Regions from separate parts of the Sus scrofa genome. Here region 2 is linked to region 1. Evidence: chromatin contacts called from public HiChIP or PLAC-seq data. All regions are on one chromosome and are shown on one strand. Each heading gives the region's core, a stretch centred on a gene start, on an enhancer-like site or on the middle of the called end of the contact. The rest is flanking DNA. Distances are from core to core; before and after follow the strand shown. Region 1 holds the start of KIT (KIT proto-oncogene receptor tyrosine kinase). Region 2 holds the start of LOC100525350 (polyprenol reductase).

Region 1 (5,891 bases), core at 3,389-5,888:
TCTGGGAACTTCCATATACTGCGAGTGCAGGCCTAAAAAGACCAAAAAAAAAAAAAAACAAAAAACAAAAAACAAAAAACAAACCCAAAACAAACAAACAAAAAACAAACAAGGACTATTAGCAAACCTGAAAAGGATTCTTCCTTTGATGTAGTAATTGCACCTTGAGGAATCTATTCTAATAATCAGAGGCAGAGAAGTTTTATTCACCAAAAAATTTATGATAGAAAAAAAAAACTAGAAAAAAACTAGAGAAATGATTAAACATCCAGAATTATGGTATATAATATAGCTGACTGAACATTATATTACCATTATATGTTAAGTTTCCAAAGAATTTTGAACAATCTGGGACAATGCTTACATTATGATTAGTGAAAAAGCTGTATAGAAAACTAGCAAATATGGTAAAATCTTTAATCATATAATAGGAAAAAAAAATAAGCAGAGAAAAAAGACTTGAAATAAACATACCAAAATGAACTCTTCAGTCATTAGAACTGAGGTGATTTTTGTTTGGTTTTGTTCATTACAGATTTTGGTATTTTCTAAACTTGCTACAATAGGCAGCTTTACTCTTACAATCAGAAATATAAAAAAAAATTTCAAATTGCATTTGGGCTGTATGAGACTCTAGTGAACATTCTTGGTTCTCTTTGTGCAGCATCATTCCTCCTTCTAGTAAGAGGGCCTCAACTCTTCTTTGTCGACACAGCCCTCCCCATTCCTAAGCCTCAAGATGCAGATGAAGTGCCACTACCCCCCAAACCCTGGCTCCAGAGTTGGGCATGTGACCCAGGCCCAGCCAATCCTGCCTGGTTCTGAATGGGCGTGTGACTTGAGCCGAGTCAGAATTTTTATAGGAGATGCTCCTGAGGGCAGAAAAAGCCCTGCTTGCATCAGTCCTAATGAGCTATAAGTCTAGAGCTATACACAAGGTCAGGGAAGCAATACAGGAAAAAATTGCTGAAGGATCCACCACCCACCTTCAAGTCCTCATGACTTTGAGCTCTTAAGGAATGTCTGGAACATTAGCCTCCCTGGACTTTCCAGCTATCAGAGCCAATACATTTCAGGTTTCTTTGTTTGCTTCAGTCAGTTTGAGCTGGGTTTCTACAAGTTGCAATCAGGAGTTCTCACTAATATAATTAGGAAAACAATAAAAATATATACAGTAAAATTCATGAAAGGGTCCAGGGCAATCACAAAACAGTGCAGAACTGGTCCCATCCATTCCACTGAGATAGAACCTATTATTGTAAATGTTTCTATCGGATATGATCGAAAACAGTTTGTTCCCTTAGCAGCTCATGTACCGCACCTTCTATATGCCTCCTTTTAATACATAGCTGGCAGGGGGTATTATTAAAAATAGCTAATAATCCTAAAGGCACAGGAACAGGAGACTTTCTGCTGTGCCTGGCATTAAAACTTTAATTGCTGGATTTGGGGAGATTTGGGGTATCTCAAGGGAGGAATTGAAGTGAGAGGGTACTTAGGTGTAGAGGGAAGTTAAGTTTTTTTTTTCTTTTCAATCAGTACAGAAAAATTTCAATATTCTACCGACAAATATGGCCAACTGGGTGTGTACTGGCTGAACAAAAGCTCTGTTAATAGATGTTATAGTTTCATATTTGGGTATCAGTTTTCCCTCCTGGACTGTGAATCCCTCTAGACAGAGATTCTGTCTTATTGATTTTTGTAGTTTATGCTTACCTAGGGGCTCATAGGTGGTTTTTTTTTAATTATTAAATTTTTCTTTTCTTTTTTTTTGGCCAAGTCCACAGCATGCATAAATTCCTGGGCCAGGGATCAAACATGAGCTACAGCAGTGACAATACTGAATCTCTAACTGCTAGGCCACTAGGGAACTCCCATAGGTATTTTTGAATGGTAAAAATGAATGATAGTCCAGCATTGTCTAATTCTCTATTCTGGTTTTTCATTTTTTTTTTTTTTTTTTTGTCTTTTGTCTTTTGTTTGTTGCTATTTCTTGGGCCGCTCCCGCGGCATATGGAGGTTCCCAGGCTAGGGGTGGAATTGGAGCTGTAGCCACCGGCCTACGCCAGAGCCACAGCAACGCGGGATCCGAGCCGCGTCTGCAAACTACGTCACAGCTCACGGCAACGACGGATCGTTAACCCAACGCCGGATCGTTAACCGGAGCAAGGGCAGGGACCGAACCCGCAACCTCATGGTTCCTAGTCGGATTCGTTAACCACTGCGCCACAATGGGAACTCCTGGTTTTTCATTTTTTTGATAGAAGTTTCCTGCCTAGAACTCAATTGCAATATGGTCTCTTTTCACCCACTCTTCTGAAGACTTGTTATCCTTTCCAGTATCAGTTGATTGAAGAAGAAAATTGTAAATTTCTCTCTCAGGCATAATGTTGATATTTTAACACATCTTCTGCCTCACTACAGAATGATTTTTGAAATAAATCAAGATCTCAGAAACTTATGATTGCTTTGAGTGCTAGCTTTTATCTCTGTCATTCTAAGAAAAAGATGTGATCTGATGTTCCGGAGCGCAAACAGAGCGCTTTGCATTTCACTCCTCCCACAGCTGTATGGCTTGAACCACTTGCTAGGTCTCCGGGGTGTGGGTTCCCACACTTGACCGTAAGGATTGTGGCAGGGCCCACACCTGTCTACGAACAATGCCTCCCAGTGCCCAGCTCCTCCTTGTTCACAGCAGATACGTAAATGCTTATTGAATAAATAAAATACATTTAAAGAAAGGTAGTCATATGTATTGATAAAGTAGTGATAATTTTGATGATTCTTGTTTAAAAAAAATAGTTGATTTACAATATTGTGCCAATTTCTGCTGTACAGCAAAGTGACCCAGTCACATACATACATACATTCCTTTTCTTATATTATCTTCCATCACAGTCTATCCCAAGAGATGGGATAGAGTTCCCCTGTGCTGTACAGTACAATCTCATTGCTTATCCATTCTAAATGTATTCTGTGATTAGTTTTAGAATTGACTTTTCTTAAAGGAATTTAGGTCCTATCAACATCCAAACAGGAGAGCTTTCAATATTAAATAAAGGGGGGGCTGGTTAGTTATAAATTTTGGCTGCTACTTTAGAGAGGAGTCTAGTCTGTATCTAAATGATTATTATCTGTATCTAAATTATTCTACTGCTTTTGCTGAGGGGCACTTCCCATTTATTTTCCATTCTTTTTTTTTTTTTTTTTTTTTGTCTTTTTAGGGCCACACCTGCAGCATATGGAGGTTCCCAGACTAGGGGTCTAATTGGAGCTGTTGTTGCCGGCCTACACCACAGCCACAGCAACTCGGAATCCTTTGCCCACTGAGCAAGGCCAGGGATGGAACCAGCAACCTCAAGGTTCCTATTCGGATTTGTTTCTGCTGCACCACAACGGGAACTCATATTTTCCATCCTTAAGCTTTCTAGAGGGGTGTTTCACTGATTTATGACACTGTGTGGGGAAACCTCATCATACCTAGAGTCAGTCTTAAACTGAATAAATCTTGGGCTACTTTTAGAATTGAAATAATAAACATATCTACCTACAAAGCCGTTATTGTGAGCATGAAAAAACATTCCACATAAGAAGGAACTGTAAAACCTCCACAGATACTGTTGTTTCCTTGGGGAAAGCACTTCCTAGGCAGTGGAACTTGGCTTAAGAGGATCATTTTACTATTGTTTTGCTTTGGGTACAGGCTAGGACAGCTAAGAGGAACACAAGAATCTCCACCCCTGTAACTGTCGTCCGATAGAGAGGCAGAGAAAGCAGGAACAAAAAAACGGGGTAGGGGGAAGGCGCCCAGAGGGCTTCTAGCACAACGACTTTGCTGCAGAAGGGTTTTAAAAACTCCCAGAGTAAACTTCGCAAGGCGCCCCTCCCCACCTCAAAGCCCCAGTCTCCACATAGGCCTCAGTCGGCCATGCCAATAGAAAACAATTGTGTTCTTACAGGTTAAGGAGCAGGTGGAGAAACTGAGCATTAAGAATTACCTACACCGGCGCTCAGCCTTTTACTGCGGTGCTCCGCGCCGCGCTTGGTCCCCCTCGAGTAACAGGAATGGAGAAGAATGTTGGGGACCAATCCCAGCCACCCCCCAGCCCCGATTCCTATCCCCGCACCACCTCCACCACCCGCAGCGTCCAGCCTCCTCCCGCGGGAGCGTGATCGAGGGGCGGCGGCGGCCCTTTATTGTCAGGGGACCACTACCAGGTGGCGGGCCCTTGCTCTGAGGTGCGCGTGGCGCCCAGCTTCACAAAGCGCGCGGGCAGCACCCTTTTGACCGGGAACCGCCTCTGGCGGCCTGACCACATCACAGGGGAGAAGAGGTGGAGAGATGAAGGGACTCTGGGCTCGAGAGCTGGCGGATGGGGCCGGCTAGCCCTCACCCTCCCCGGCGGGCTCAGACCCCTGGGATTAGCACGTCGAAAGTGCAGGGGTCAGACGCCGCCGCCAGGGAGCGAGACCGGGGCGCGAGGGAGGGAGGGGAGGCGAGGAGGGGCGCGGAGAAGGGGCGTGGCCGGCGCGCAGGAGGAGGGCACTGGGAGGAGGGGCTGCTGCTCCGCGCTCGCGGCTCTGGGGGCTCGGCTTTGCCGCGCTCCGTGCACTTGGGCGAGAGCAGGAACGTGGAAAGGAGCTCCGGTCCCAGAGCAGCCACCGCGATGAGAGGCGCTCGCCGCGCCTGGGATTTTCTCTTCGTCCTGCAGCTCTTGCTTCGCGTCCAGACAGGTGGGAGGGCGCCGCGGGCACAGGAACCGCTTCCCCCGGCACAGCCTGTGCCCCCCGAGGGCTCGAACACAGTCGGGTGTGTCAGAAGAGGTGGCTGCCGCCCCCCGGGGGCTGCTGCGCTTTAGCCTCCGGGAAGATTCGGGGCGGCCCCGGAACTCTCCTGCGCTCAGCCATGCTCACCTGTGCCAGGAGCCCCCCCCTGCCGCTGGGGGTGGGGGCGCTGAGCTGCGGGTCTTTTGGGAACCTGGGCGGCGAGGGGGCTTAGGCTGAGCGGGGTGCCCGCGGAGGGCGGCGGGGTGCCTGCGAGTTTAGGGCTGCTTTTGTGCCGACGATGCGCGGAGGCAGAGGCGGGCGGCTCGCGGGTTCGCACCCAGCGCGTTATCTCCACCCGCCGAGGCGCGGCCGTTGCTTCCTTTTGTTGAAAGTTGTGCGTGTGTGACCGGCGCACGGGAGGACGGGCTCGCAGCTTCTGAGCCGCACCGAGAGCGAAGTTGCAGGAGAGCCTTTTCTTTGGTCTGAGACAGCTGCTTTCCAAACCGCGGCGCTCTTTGTGCCCCGGCGCTAGAGACGACCCGCTGCCGCCTCTTGCTTGTGGCGCCACCCAGGACCCGAGTCGAAGGCTACGGCGTCCCAGGCACCCTGGTTATGCATTTTGCACGGGGAGCGCGCGGCGTGCGGTTCTGGAACCGGGGAACCTGGAAGTGCGGCTCCAGGGACAACTTGGGCAGGGCATGTGGAAAGCAGCCGCTAGGTTGCAGACTTTTTGCTTTTGTAAATCCAGTGCTGGAGACTCGCCCCTTTCTGCCGCGGTGCCGTTCTTTCCCTGCAACGCGCCTCGGAGAGGCTGGTGGGTGCGTTTGCTGCCTGCTCCCGGGCGAGGCAGCGAAGGTGAGCCGGGACACTGCAGTCCCCGACCCCGGCCGCCGCCCATGCCGGGCCACAGTGCCGGCCAGGCTGGCGGGGCTCTGCAATACCCTCGGCTCCGTGTCTTTTACCTGTAATCGCAAGTCCCTATTTTCCTTGGGAATTTTGAGATTCTCAACACCCTCTCCCAGGTGATAGCTCTACAGACGGGCTGCTTGAGGTTGGGAATGGGAGATGGAGTGGAACTTTCTGCAAATCTTACTTAGATCTTAAAACTGTTGTGAAAATCGGTT
Region 2 (5,439 bases), core at 2,097-4,596, 620 kb after region 1:
CACTCTGTTATGCTCCACTGTCTTCTTGTCTATCCTTTGCTTCCACACTATACTGACATAATTACTAGATCTCTGTCTTAGTCTTGAGAGCTCATGAAGCAAGTCGACTTCTTAATCTTCAAGAGTGCCTTGACCATCTTTAGCCTTTCCTACTTCCTTACAGATTTTAGAATCAGCTTCTTAAATTCCACAAAAAGCTGGGGTTTGATTGGGATTACATTATTCCATAAATCAGCTTGGGGAGAATTGTCATTTTAACTATACTGAGTCTTCCAATTTGTGAGCTTAGTATAGCTCTCCTTTTAAATGGATTTTCTCTGTCAGTAACATTTTATTTTCTTTGAAGACCTACATACATTTTACTAGGTTTACTTCCAGATACATAACAGTTTATGTCATTGAAAATGGTATCTTTCTTATTTTTATTGTTTTGCTTTTTCAGCGGCATATGTAAGTTCCCAGGCTAGGGGTCAAATCGGAGCTACAGCGGCTGCCCTACACCACAGCCACAGTAACGTGGGATCTAAGCTGCTTCTGTGACCCACACCATAGCTCATGGCAAGGCCAGATCCTTAACCTACTGAGGGAGGCCAGGGATCAAACTCACATCTTCATGGTTCCTAGTCAGGTTCATTAACTGCTGAGCCACAAAGGGAACTCCTATTTTTTATTTTTTAAATTTTACATTTAATTTTATTTACTTATTTATTGCTCTTTAGGGCTGCACCCACAGCAAATGGAAGTTCCCAGCTAGGGGCTGAATTGGAGCTGCAGATGCCAGCCTACACCACAGCCACAGCAACATCAGATCAGAGCCATGTCTGTGACCTACACCACAGCTCAGGGCAACGCTGGATCCTTAATCCACTGAGCGAGGCCAGAAATCAAAACCGCAACCTCATGTATACTACTCGGGCTCATTACTACTGAGCCACAATGGGAACTCCGAAAATGGTTATCTTTAAAACATTTATTTTCTGTTCATTTCTGGGAAACAGAAAGGATCAACATCTAGAAACTAATTTTTGTACCTGGCAACTTTATCAAACTCTATTAGTTCTAATATCTTATCTGTAAAATCTATTGGAGTTTCACATTATCTTCAAATAATTATAATTTGTTTCTTACTTTCAGTCCTTAGGACTTTTCTTTCTTTTTCTTATTTACTGAGCTGGCTAGGGACTTCAGGAAAGCAGTGACTCCAAAGGTGACTGAATTTTGGTTTTCTATTTTGAAGGCAGAGCCAAGAGGATTTGCTGACAAATTGCATTTAGGCTGTGAGAGCAAGAGAGGAATCAAGGTTGAGTTCAGCCTTTCCACAGAAAAGAAAATCATGGACATGGAGAACAGACTTGTGGTTGCCAAGAAGAGGGAAGGAGTGGGAGGGACTGGGAATTTGGGGTTAATAGATGCAAACTATAGCTCTTGGAATGGATAAGCAATGGGATCCTGCTGTATAACACTGGGAACTATGTCTGGTCACTTGTGATGGAGCGTGATAATATGAGAGAAAAGAATGTATACATGTATGTGTGACTGGGTCACCTTCCTATGCAGCGAAAAAGTGACAGGACACTGCAAATCAGCTATAATAGAAAAAATAAAAATCATTATAAAAATTTTAAAAATTAAAAAAAAAAAAAAAGGTTGAGTTCAGGATTTGGGCCTGAACATTTGGAAAAATGACACTGCAGGCCAAGCCAGAGGTTTGTTGATTGTACAGTTCTGGTAATTAAATGAAGAAAAGACAGAAACCAAATGATATTTATTGGCAATGATCTAACAGGCTTGAGCCTGATTTACCAAAAATAACTCACACTCTAGTAAAAATTTAAAACATTTACAAATGCTCCTAATTGGGCCTAACTTGGGATTTCCTATTCAGTTACTGCCCTCTACAGGAAGCTTGTCTGAATATGAGCTGTGCGTGCTGATAAAAATCCAACCCCCAAAATAGAGGTTAATTTATTCCTCCATCCTCAGTCTTTCCTGTTTCCACTACACACACACACACACACACACACACACCTTGTTTTGCAATCCTGCCCCAGGTCAGGAAAGTACAACAGAACCTCCCAGGAAATCTGGTCCCTGCAAGGCACTTCAAGTAGCTTTTCTGGAAAGATGTCCTAGAAGGGCCAGCTGAGATTCTATGGGCTTACCCTAAAAACAGTGAAGGGGCAATGAAGAGGTGACCCTGCAAAAACCCTGGGTCATAGAAAGAGATCTCATTGTCCCAGCTGGAAGGCCAATGTGACCATCCTTTATCACATGGCTCTTAAGTCACTGGTACAGCCTGAGGTTTCCTTGCACAAGGAAGCAAAACTCTAAGAAGCTGGCACATTTAACAATGCAAAAGACTGTTCAAGCCACATTAACCTTCCACCCAGTTCCCTGACGCTGATTTACAACACACACAGGGTACCTCACTGGGATAAGGGCTGGTGCTCCCCTCACATGCCACCCAATCTCAGGAATGTAAGCTTCAAAAAGTCAAGGACATTGTCCCATAAGCCTCTCTGTTCTCATTGTCCAAAATGATACCCGTCATATAATAGGTATATGATAATATTTTTTGGAATTGTCATTTTAAAGGCTTTTAAAAGTATTAAAAGGGTTAAATTTTCATGTGTCCTAACCAAAAATCAATGTTGTTTAAAACTGATGAGTCAAGAAAAATCACACTGTTACTGCAGAGAGGTAAATATCAAAAGAAATTGCTGATGAAGTTAAAAGCTTTGCCTATGTGGAGTGGAACTGCAGCAGGAAAAGGACCAATTTTTATCACTTTCATTTTTGTATTTGCAAGTGTCTTCATGATTTTCTAGTTTGCGTATTCAAATCATACACATTTATCTAATATAATATTCATTTTTGTGTATGATCTACCGTCTTCATCCGTACATTCACATTACATAATTGCAATCATAGCTATATATTTTATAATTGGCTTTTTTTCCCTTAGTCCACAGGTTCAGTTATAGTAAAGAGTTCACTGCGTTTTTAGTTTTCATAATTACCATGTCAATTACTGTATGACATTCCAATGTGTTACTGTACCATAATTTAGCTAAATACCTTAAAGTGGAACATTCTGCATTGTTTCCACTTTTCCATTGAAAATAATGCTGCAATAAAAACTCTCAGGCACCGTCTTATCCGTTCTGCCTCTTTGAATCATACTGTTCAATCACATTCTGGGGTCCCATCTAGGCACCCCAACTCAAACCAGCGACAAAGGACAACCTGCTAGCATCAGCGGGACCCAGACCTTGGAGCCCGCGCGGTGGCGCGTCGTCTCCTCCCAGGGGGCGTGGCCTCCCCCAGGGGCGGGGCCTATCACGTCTCCGCCCCGCGCTGCGTCACCGACGTCCCGCCCGGCTAGCCCCGGGTGCGGTTTGCGTGTGCTGGCGTCTCTGCTGCCCCTCGCTGCCGACCTCCGGAGCGTGGACGCTGGGTGTGCCGGCCATGGTCCCCCGGTTGGAGGCCGAGCTCTTGGTACTGAACCCGCTGCGCGCCGTATGGCTCACGCTGGCCGCCGCCTTCCTGTTGACCCTCCTGCTGCAGCTCATGCCGCCCCGCCTGCTTCCGGGCTGCGCGCTCTTCCAGGACCTCATCCGCCATGGAAAAACGAAGCATGGGGGACCGCCGCGCCCTGCTATCTGCCGGGCCTTTGATGTCCCCAAGAGGTAACCGTGCTCGGGCGCGAGTCTCGGTGGCTAAAGCGTGCCGGGCTCAGACAGCCAGCAGGGGGCAGCAGAGGCGGGCGTGAGCCGAAGCGGACCCGGCCGGGGAGGCCCAGAGGAGTTCCCAGACAGGCCGCCCGCCTGCGCAGCCCGCTTCTGCTGCGTGGCCCTGGGGGCGAAATGCGCCGCGGTTCCGCCGTCACCGGTGATGCTGAGCCGCGCGCATCCTCGAGGGCGCAGGAAGGTGAATTGGTGGTTGCACGTAGTCTTTCCTTTGGGGAAAGACTTCCAAATTTAGGCCTGGTCACAAGTTCAAGTCTCTTTTGCCCCCAGATTCTCCTCCTTCCCTTCTCCTGCACTTTAGGGGCTCATCATCTGTCTTGAGGTCTGCGGAACTCACTAGAAATGAAGGCAAGCCCCCCCTTCGCTCCTCTCTGTGCCCTATGTGTCTCATCAATCCTCGCAGTCAGGACTAAGTCTGAGAAGCTGGTTACCGGCTGACGCCACTGACTCTCAAACCCGCACTTTGGCAGGTGCCCCTGGAGAAAATTGCCCGAGATGGCACGTTTTAGGCAAAGCAGGTCCCCCCAAGCGCCATTTGACTTTCAGCAAATTTCATAACTGAATTTAATGGGAAGTTACACCGTTAGGGCTTAAATAGAATTCTTTCAGAAATTGTAAGGCCTGTTTGGCGATATTTTTGTTTCTCTGTTTTTACTTTAAATTCAGAATATAGCCAGAACAGTGAGCCACCCACTTCTAGATGGTAGGAACAAAAGCCATGACTTTACTTGGAGGTACGTCCTAAGTTGGCATTTAGGAAAGAATATGGAGAAATATGACAGGGTTTATGATGTATAAACACCTTGGTCACTTACTGCTTAACCTCTCTGTAGGCAGTGCCCCATATTCACAGACAGGATAGGGCCTAAGTAAACTTGGCTTCCAAACCGTGGCTTCCCATTTTGGAGAAAGATTCATCAGGTATTAACACTGAGAGGGGAGAACTAGATCATTCTGAGCAACAGTGAAGGGAATGAGGTCCTGGGAAGAAGTAGAGGATTCAAACATGAGGATTAAACTTACTAGTTATTACAGGCTCTTTACAAGTGGAAATTTCCTGTTACTATTTTTGGCTTTGTTTGCTTGTTTGTTTGCCTTTTTAGGGCCACGCTGGTGGAATGTGGAGGTTCCCAGGCTAGCAGTCAAATCTGGCCTACACCACAGCCACAGCAATGCAGGATCTGAGCAGCATCTGCAACCTACACCACAGCTCAGAACAGTGCCAGATCTTTAACCCAGTGAATGATGCCAGGGATAGAACCCACATCCTCATGGATACTAGTTGGGTTCATCACCACTGAGACCCCAGGAGAACTCCCCTGTCACTATTTTTAATCAGGTTTCGACTATACTAAGTACTTTTCTACCTCATAGCGGAGGCATTCCTAGGTTGTCATTTATTTTAATGTTATAAAGTGAAGAAAAAAATTATTTTGAGAGTGTCAATTCTAGCAATTTATTTTCTGCATTTTGAAAAGGTACCAGTGGGAGTTCCTGTTGTGGCTCAGCAGTAATGAACCTGACTAGGATCCATGAGGACTCGGGTTCGATCCCTGGCCTCGCTCAGTGGATTAGGATCCGACGTTGCCATGAGCTGTGGTATAGGTTGCAGACGCATCTCGGATCTGGCATTGCTGTGACTGTGTCAGAGGCCAGCAGCTGTAGCTCCGATTAGACCCCTATCCTGGGA

The links. HiChIP or PLAC-seq counts read pairs in DNA pulled down with a chosen protein or histone mark.
Region 2: an H3K27ac HiChIP or PLAC-seq map of skeletal muscle shows a contact between it and region 1, with 5 times the contacts expected there. The contact joins the promoter of LOC100525350 here to the promoter of KIT in region 1. A contact is called at or near these places in 2 of 2 datasets of contacts at active chromatin or transcription factors (alveolar macrophages and skeletal muscle).

What each region holds. Positions count from the first base shown.
Region 1 is chr8:41,397,696-41,403,586 of Sscrofa11.1, forward strand. It overlaps KIT (KIT proto-oncogene receptor tyrosine kinase), which reads left to right and starts at 4,639. Exons shown (of 22, transcript NM_001044525.1): 1 at 4,639-4,734. The coding sequence starts at 4,668.
Region 2 is chr8:42,021,006-42,026,444 of Sscrofa11.1, forward strand. LOC100525350 (polyprenol reductase) reads left to right here and starts at 3,347. Exons shown (of 7, transcript XR_298920.3): 1 at 3,347-3,689.